Linked DNA regions of Sus scrofa: regions 1 and 3 are each linked to region 2. A link is a contact called in public HiChIP or PLAC-seq data. All regions are on one chromosome and are shown on one strand. Each heading gives the region's core, a stretch centred on a gene start, on an enhancer-like site or on the middle of the called end of the contact. The rest is flanking DNA. Distances are from core to core; before and after follow the strand shown. Region 1 holds the start of ZNF8 (zinc finger protein 8). Region 2 holds the start of RPS5 (40S ribosomal protein S5). Region 3 holds the start of ZBTB45 (zinc finger and BTB domain-containing protein 45).

Region 1 (2,738 bases), core at 85-2,584, 73 kb after region 2:
GTCCTCATCCCTCAAAATACTCCAGGTAACATCCCATCACTTGGCCTGCTTAAGCAAGAATCCTGTTTCAGTTCAGTTCAGCAAGAATTACCCCCCAACCTCCTGTAAATCCCCACTTTTTCTTGTATTTGGAATTAAGCGCAGTTCTATACTGAAGTCTCTTTTCCCCTATTGCGACAGTTCCCGAACACATTCTGTTCTTACTGCTTTAACTGCTGTCCAGCTCTGGTGTTCTGTGACATGGCTCACTCCCTGCCCCCGACTCCCAGCCACAGCAAAGTAAACTAAGGCCCGGTTGCCTGTCTCATCAATCTGCAACAACACATCTCTCAACACGTGCACATCCGCATACCAAATCTGAAATAAATGCAAATCCCCATGGACAACAATAAAAAAAAAGTCCAGGCGCTTCAGGAATTACGACTTTCTTTAGGCTCCTGCCACGTGGAGAAAGCACTATGCGGAGAACACAGGCAGCGGACACTTTGTCCAGAAACGCTGGAGCTTCGAATCAGGCGCCTTCCCAGATGGCCTTCCGAACAGGCTGCCGAGAACTGCAGTCCCCGCCAGCCCTGCAGGAGCCCTGTATCGCTCCTGCCCCACAAACGCGGTGTGTGATCCCCTGTCCTCACCCCCGGAGACTGCGTCCCGGCCACAGGCTGGGGGCTTCGGGCAGCGGGGCTCTGTTTGGGGGTCGGTGGACTCCGCCCGCGGGAGCATCTCTACGCCAGTTTCTATTACCCTTCCGCAGAGCGGTCGGCCTTCGGGACCGGGGGAAGGGTGTCGAGGGGGCGAGCCTGGTCCTCAGGAACCACCCAAAGTCGCATCCTGGAACCGGAAGGCCAGAGGCCCGGGAAGCATGCGCACTCGAGGACTGGAAGGCCCGGGTTCGAAGCCCGACGCCCTTCTTAACCAGCTAGGTTGGTCCGAGCGCCCCAACCGGGGCTTCCGTCTCCCAGTATATCCAGGGGTTGGGGCTCTAACGCCCGACCCCGCTCCGTGCGCTGCGAGGGCTAAAGGGTCATTATCTGTGGTAGACGCCCTGCCCGGGCCCGCTGCCGTCGTTGTTATTGTTACTATTATTGTTACGGCCTACCTGAAGCCGTTCCTCCGGGGGACCCGTAGCCATCGCCAACGCCGCTGCTTCCTCCTCGGGGTCCATCCTGGGCAGACAGGTGAGGACAGGAACCCTTGGCGACTCCGAACCCAAGAGCCACCCCCCAACAAGGATTTGGGGAATCGCTGCCCGGGGACAATGGCGGCTGCGCGGGCGACGCTGCAAATACAGCTCCCAGAAGGCCGAGCGGCGCCAATGGAAACCTTCGTTCCTGGAGCCTTGACCAATGGGAGCTTCCTGGCGCATGCCCTTCGGCCAAGGGGGCTGTCCCGACTGCGGGCCAATGGGAGCATCCGCTCGCCGGCTTCCCGCCAATGGGAGCCTCAGGCGGGCGTGCAGCGGGACTGGTGGGTGGAGGTCCTCCGGAGTCGTTACGGTGTTGAGGTCTCAGATCTCCCAGCCCACCCTTCCTGGCAGCCTTGCTCTCGGGTGCCCCCGCGCCCATCTATCAAACACCGGATTGCACCCTGGAATGCGACCGCCCAGGTTGAAATTCCGGCCTGCCTTTCCCAGTTGGAAATGCACAGGAGACCTGGGGCTTTTTTTTTTTTTTTTTTTTTTTTGTCTTTTTGCCATTTCTTGGGCCGTTCCCGCGGCAAATGGAGATTCCCAGGCTAGGGGTCGAATCGGAGCTATAGCCGCCGGCCTACGCCAGAGCCACAGCAACGTGGGATCCGAGCCGCGTCTGTGACCTACACCACAGCTCACGGTAATACCGCATCCTTAACCCACTGAGCAAGGCCAGGGATAGAACCCGCAACCTCATGGTTCCTAGTCGGATTGCATTAGCCACTGAGCCACGACGGGAACTCCTGGGGCTTTTCTTGTTTCTCTCTGGCTCGTATACTGCCATTATGCTTAAAACATTTTTATGTTTCAAAATATAAGAACATTTTGTTAATAAAACCGGTTTTAAAGGGCTACCAACTGGGAGGGACACATTTTCTGAGCGCTGATCAACTTGTTTCTCTATTTGGGCTGTTCCCTTTGCAATGGGTCATTTCTGTGGGTCTGTTGGAGTCTATTAAAAAGTTGATTTGAGGAGTCCCCTTAGTGGTGCAACAGCAAGGAATCCGACTAGGAACCATGAGGTTGCCGGTTCTATCCCTGGAGTCGCTCAGTGGGTTGAGGATCCGGAATTGCCGTGAGCTGTGGTGTAGGTCACACAGACGTGGCTCCGATCCTGTGTTGCAGTTGCTGTGGTGTAGGCTGTCAGCTTCGATTGGACCCCTAGCCTGGGAACCTCTATATGCTGCAGGTGCAGCCCTAAAAAGCAAAAAAAAAAAGTTATTTGGGAGTTCCCCTTCATGCTGCAGCAGAAATGAATCCTACTAGGAACCACGAGGTTGCAGTTTCCACCTCTGGCCTCCCTCAGTGGGTTAAAGACCCTGGGTTGCCCCAACTAGGTCTCATATGCCACTTGAATCTCCCTGTGTTGTGGTTGTGGCCCTGGTGTAATAGGGCAATTCCAGCTCCCACTCGACCCTTGGCCTAGGAACTTGCATGTGCCACAGGTGCGGCCCTAAAAAGACCAAAAAAAAAAAAAAAGGTTTATTTGGAGTTCCCTGGTGGCTCAGTGAGTTAAGGATCCTTTGTTGTCAGTGGCTTGGGTCGCTGATGT
Region 2 (2,900 bases), core at 119-2,618:
AGCATACCCACCACTGAGTCTGAAGCTAGCCCACATCCTGAAAAATAAGAAGTCACCAAGAACCAAGGAAAGCTGCAAACATCTGGGTCCACTTTGTTGAGCCTTAGAAAAACCACTCATTTCTCAGCAAGAAACATCCGTCTCTCACCCAGGAATTCCGAGGCCAAGAGTTGGCAGGCACGCTTTCAACAGTTGCAGTGAAGCCCAGAATGGGCAGACGAGACCAAATGCACTGACTTGGCGTTAAAATCCCAACCATCTTCAAGAGCTCTGGGACCTTAGAAAAGTCTATAAACCGCTTTAGGCTCAGCTTACAAAGTAACACGGAAAAGATTCAATAGTAGTAATTCTGCGCTTTATCAACGCAAGGGCTGAAGTTGGTTTCTGACCCCAAATAGGGACTAAAGGCTCCTATCTAGGAAAAACCCTGCATACTGCACCTAAAAACAACAGCTACTTCCTACATGTAGTACAATTGTAGAGGCAAAGCCAACATTCTCCGGTCCGCCGTGGGGCAAGGCTACGGCGGCGGCGGGGCTACCGGGAGCCAACAACGGGGCAAAAGTAACTTCCCCCGCGCCACTATTTGTGTCCTTCCAGGGGAAGCTCAAGAGGTCGGGGCTCACACACGACTTCCGGAAAACTCTGGTTTGGTCCTCGGACCCACAAATCCCCGAGACCCTTACCTAAGACCGCGGCTGAGGCGTCTCTACCGCTTGGCGTGGACCACGCGCCGCCCTGGCACAGACAGGAAGAGGCCGTGCGCAGCGGTCCAACGATTTTAAGTGAGGCGATAACTTCCGGGTCAGCAAAAGTAGCGCGTGCGCAGAACAACACGGCATATCCATAGACCAATCCGGAGCAGGGATGCAAAGGCGCCCTTTGGGGCTGACAGAACACGTAAACGCTCGGCGCATGCGTACTTGCAGAAGCGAGCCCAAAGGTGCTCTTGGCGGATGTCCGACTTCCAGCTCTTGCCTGTTCGCGGCGAGGCTAGGGTGGAGGGGGACGCTGCACAGGCGCAGAGGTCTCTATGAGGTCAGCGCCGCCATGTCTAATGTGGGCAGAAGTCTGGCCAGCGCTCGCCGCTATACCAGCACCACAAGTTGTGGGCTCCGGCGGCTTAGTGGTGTTAGGGCATTAAGACAGCTCTCTGCTGTAGTCCCTACCCGAGGCGGATGAGCAGGCATCACTTACGGTTCTCCTCTGCTATACTCGCGCGGTCGGTCGGCTTGGGGCCTGAGCTTCCAAGAGGGGACCCCTTGCTTCACCCCATGCCAGGGTCCTCCACCATTCTCCCTGTCTCCCGCCCGGTCACTGCACGCGGATGAGCCTCCGGGAGGAGCCCTGGAGGAGGAGACTGGAGAACAGCCTCTGCCTTTTTTTTTTTTTTTTTTTTTTTCTTTTTAGGGCCACACCCAAGGCATATGGAAGTTCCCACTCTAGGGGTCTAATCCGAGCTACAGCTGCTGGCCTGAACCACAGCCACAGCAACAGGGGATCTTAGCTGCATCTGCGACCTGCACCACAGCTCCCAGGCAACGCCGGATCCCCGACCCAACAAGCAAGGCCAGGGATCAAACCCACATCCTCATGGATAGTAGTCAGAGTCCTTTCCACCAGCCCACCTGGGAACTCTCCTCTGCCCTTTTTGATCCAGCTGGGGCCTGCGCTGGTGAGGTCACTGGCATAGTGCAGGTTGAGCACAGTGGTGGGTACACTGCCTGCTCTGCAGCCCATGACCACAGTGGTCAGCATGGAGCATATGTTAGGCCCAGACGTGAAGCTGTGCTGGGATGTGAGTGCCTTCCTGGCTGGCCTGGCAGAGGCAGCCACCATTGTAGCTGCTCACCACTACTGGGCTGATAGCAGGGAGCTGCATCTGGCAGAGCAGTTTCCATGAGGCTCCTCACCTTCCCGTACCCACCTTAGCCTACAAGGGTGGGGGATTCTCCTCTCAGACTGAAGAGCCCCAGCCACCTGAGCCTGGTGGTCCTTCATTTGTCCCCAGCAACCCCACATGCTCACCCTCGGGGCTTGCCAAATTGCAGGTGCTCAGATGCTTCCAGGTTTGTTGACTGATTGTAAAGGTACTCACGGCATATTAAGGCCTGCCCCTACCCCTAACCCAATTCCAGGTTTCAGACCAGAAACTCTGGGCCCTCTTGGACTGTCATCAGTCACCATTTATGCCACTGCTCAGGGCAGGAAGCTGTTCTGGGCAGGGGGTTAGATCCTCAGCCCCGAGAAGCCAAGGCCCCATTCCCGGCGGCCTGTGGTCTCCATGGCCTGTGCAGAGCAGCAGCCTTGGGGCTCTCACTAGGTCTGTGGGGACAGGGAGAGTCTAAGTCAGCCTCTTCCGGGTCCTAGAAGGTCACTCTCTGATTCTTGGGGGCTCTCCCTGGTCCTAGAGGAGTCATCAGGTGGGGTGCTGGCTGGAGGAAAACAGGGAGGCTGGGAATAGGCACCAGACACCCTCACAGGAGGGCCTAGAAGGGTCCCCCAACCCTGGCCCTTTCTCCTCAAAAGCTGAGGGGGTCCACCTGTCTGAACCTCAGCTTCCCATCAGTGTGGAAATGGGAATGAAGTCAGATAAGGCCCGCTTGCTGTCTGTGGTTCTTGGACTACCGGAGGTCACTTGAAATGGCTATCTTCATTGACCTTGCGAGAGGGACCCGCCGTGCAACGGAGGGCAGGAGGGAGGTCCCACAGTAAAGCCCCATGGTGGGGGGTCCCCTTGCACAGCTAGCAGTCACACACGACGTGCCAGGTCTGGGAGAGTCTAGCCTCCCCAGGTCCCCAGGACACAGGAACAAAATCTGGATTCTGACCCCATGAATCTGGGGATGCTGGTGCTGTGTTCTTCAGGCTGGAGGGAGGAAGTCCCTGCAGAGGCCCAC
Region 3 (2,700 bases), core at 155-2,654, 110 kb before region 2:
TCTGGAGAGTCTTTGGAGAGAAAAGCAAAATAGATATTTTCTCCAGGCTGTGTCGCAGGAGGCCACAGCTCCTACCTCCTTGGCCACCCGAGGGGTGGAGTGTGGTTTCTCCTCCTGCCTTCCGCGTTCCTTCTGGCCAGGTCGTCATCTCACCCTCATCTGCTAAGAGCTTTCCTGAAGCCACCCTTGTCCTCTCCTTTCTAAATCTGTCTCCTCCTGGCAGTGTCTGCTGCCCCTCTAGTCCACTGTCCTCCCCAGGGTCCTTTAGACAGGCAGATGGGAGTGTGGTCCTCCCTCTCCCCTACCCCCACCCCCGACAGTGGGTCTCACCCACCTCACCCAAGGGAGGGCCACCCTCCCTCCTCAGAGACCTCACACATGCCCTTCCACCTGCCCTAGTGTTGTTCCCGTCATGTGTCTGGGTGGTTGGTTCCCCCTCTCACCCCTCCCTGCCCACCAAGTCCCTCTGCTGGTGGGATGGGTGGATGAGACCTACCTAATAAACGCTGGTAAGGCAGAAATAAAATATTTAGCAAGAGACAGGCAATGGGAAAGTCTTCATTAGATGGAAAGACAGTGGTGTTTATCAGACACTCCCCGTGTGGAGGCCCTGAGTCTCTGGCAGTTGTATTTGCGTTGCTGTTGCTTAACATATTACTACAAACCCAGTGGCTTAAAACATCATTCATTAGCTCACTGTTCTGTAGATTAGAAGCCCAGGTAGCATCCTCTGCTTGGGTCTCACAAAGGCCACCATCAAGCCGTGGGCAGGGCTGGGCTCCTATCTGGGAGCTCTGGGGAAGTGTCTCCTCCCAGCTCAGTTAGTCTGTTAGCAGAACCCAGTGCCATGCACTTGTAGGACTGAGGTCCTTATTTTCTTGCTGGCTAGCTCCACGGCTCTTCTCAGACCCTAGACCCCACCACCAGCCCCATATTCCTTGTCACGTGGCCCCCCCACCTTCCAAGCCCTGGAGTCCCTTCTCCTACTTCAAGTCCTTTTCTGCTTCTGCCTTTAAGGACCCTAGTGATTCCCTTGGGCCCATCCACACAATCCAGGGCCTTCTCCTTATTTAAACTCAGTTGATTAGTAATAACCTTAATTATGTCTACTATGGGAGTTCCCATTGTGGCTCAGTGGTAAGGAACCCAACCCGCATCCATGAGGAGGTAGGTTCGATCCCTGGCCTCTCTCAGTGGGTTAAGGATCCAGTGTTTCCGTAAACTGTGGTGTAGGTCACAGGCACGGTTTGGATCCGGTGTTACTGTGGCTGTGGTGCAGGCCGGCAGCCGTAGCGCCGATTTGATTCGATTCGACCCCTAGCCTGGGAACTTCCGAATGCTGCACCTGCGGGCCTTAAAATACACACACACACACACACACACACACACGCATATGTATATATATACTATTCAGGTTCTGGGGAGCTGGACACGGAATCTTGGGCCATTTTTAGGACTGTCACTTAATGCCCACAATCATAGAGAATTGGGCCCAGGGCAGAGTAAAGCAGCTTTGGAACCTATACACCTGTGTGGGTTATACTGGCAGCAGCTGTCTGTTAAGGTGAAGGACACAGATGAACCTCTGGCCTCACAGCGGAGGTGGGCACAGCAAGGAGTCTGTGAAGCCAGAGAGGAATGAGCAGGAGAGGTGGATGGAGGAGAAACAATGACCTGGGTAGGCCATCCCGAGGGAGTTGCTTTCTGTACAAGGACAACGAGGCCATGAGACCCAGATTTTAATGAGGTACCTCAGGGCAAGGGTGCTGCTGGGGACAGTGTTTTCCCTCCTGGCATGTCCCCTCCCTTCAGCACATCTACAATACAGCTGTTCAGCAGCTGCCTGACGCGAGACACAGGCACTGTGACCTTGTCCCTATACTGGCTCGACGCTGGATTCCGCCCCTGCTGCACAAAAAATAGGGTCCGCTGAGGTTCCGTGCTGCCCCCGCTTTAGTCCCCATGAGCAGGGCATAAGACCCAGTCAACCCACCCGTGCAACCTCACCGTCTAACGGGGCTGGTTCTTGGTTGTCTTGGACAGCCACCCCATCTCAAGGCCCTGGCACCCAGGCCGTTCCTCTGCCCAGGGAGCTCTTCCCAGATTTTGTTCCCTAAAGTTTTGTTCCCTTACGGTTTGGGGAGTCTGGCTGCTCCACACGCTCCTGGCAGAGGTACCACTCATCTCATCCCCGCACTCCCTTTCTTTTCTGAGTCGCGGCCCAGAGTGTGGCATGCAGAAAGCATCCGGTGAACATTGACTTGTTCCCTACTCGCCCAGGGGCAAGTGGACCTGGTGTGCAGGGCACCTTCACCTTCTACCCGGGACCCAGGCTCTGGGCCAAATGGGCGTGGCGTCAGCGCCCAAATCCCACTCGCAGCCTCCACGGCCCACGAGAGGCTGGAGATTGACACCAGAGACGAGTCCTACTGCTGCTGCCATGGGTACAGAGCCGGGGTGCACTGGGCTTCAAGCCTGCCTGGACCTGCCCGAAACTTGGGGCAGACCACTCACCCACCCTCGCTCCGACCCCGCAGCACACGTGCAGGGGCGTGGCTCGCAGATTGATGGCTCCGCCCCCATCCCGTTTCTGAGGCGACGTTGCCCGGTTGCCCCAGCTCCCGCGACGTCGGTTCCGACTCGGAGGAGGGCCGGAAGTGCGTCCTGGCGGCGGCGGCTGATCTCCATGGAAACGCCGGA

The links. HiChIP or PLAC-seq counts read pairs in DNA pulled down with a chosen protein or histone mark.
Region 1: an H3K27ac HiChIP or PLAC-seq map of alveolar macrophages shows a contact between it and region 2. The contact joins the promoter of ZNF8 here to the promoter of RPS5 in region 2. A contact is called at or near these places in 2 of 47 Hi-C or Micro-C datasets (embryonic fibroblasts and epiblast stem cells) and 1 of 2 datasets of contacts at active chromatin or transcription factors (alveolar macrophages).
Region 3: an H3K27ac HiChIP or PLAC-seq map of alveolar macrophages shows a contact between it and region 2. The contact joins the promoter of ZBTB45 here to the promoter of RPS5 in region 2. A contact is called at or near these places in 1 of 5 promoter capture datasets (fetal liver), 5 of 47 Hi-C or Micro-C datasets (blood, fetal skeletal muscle, heart right ventricle and 2 more) and 2 of 2 datasets of contacts at active chromatin or transcription factors (alveolar macrophages and skeletal muscle).

The regions. Positions count from the first base shown.
Region 1 is chr6:62,893,213-62,895,950 of Sscrofa11.1, reverse strand. It overlaps ZNF8 (zinc finger protein 8), which reads right to left and starts at 1,334. Exons shown (of 5, transcript XM_005664944.3): 1 at 1,097-1,334. The coding sequence starts at 1,162.
Region 2 is chr6:62,966,423-62,969,322 of Sscrofa11.1, reverse strand. It overlaps RPS5 (40S ribosomal protein S5), which reads right to left and starts at 1,368. Exons shown (of 6, transcript XM_003128133.4): 1 at 687-1,368.
Region 3 is chr6:63,081,653-63,084,352 of Sscrofa11.1, reverse strand. It overlaps ZBTB45 (zinc finger and BTB domain-containing protein 45), which reads left to right and starts at 1,404. Exons shown (of 3, transcript XM_021097384.1): 1 at 1,404-2,700.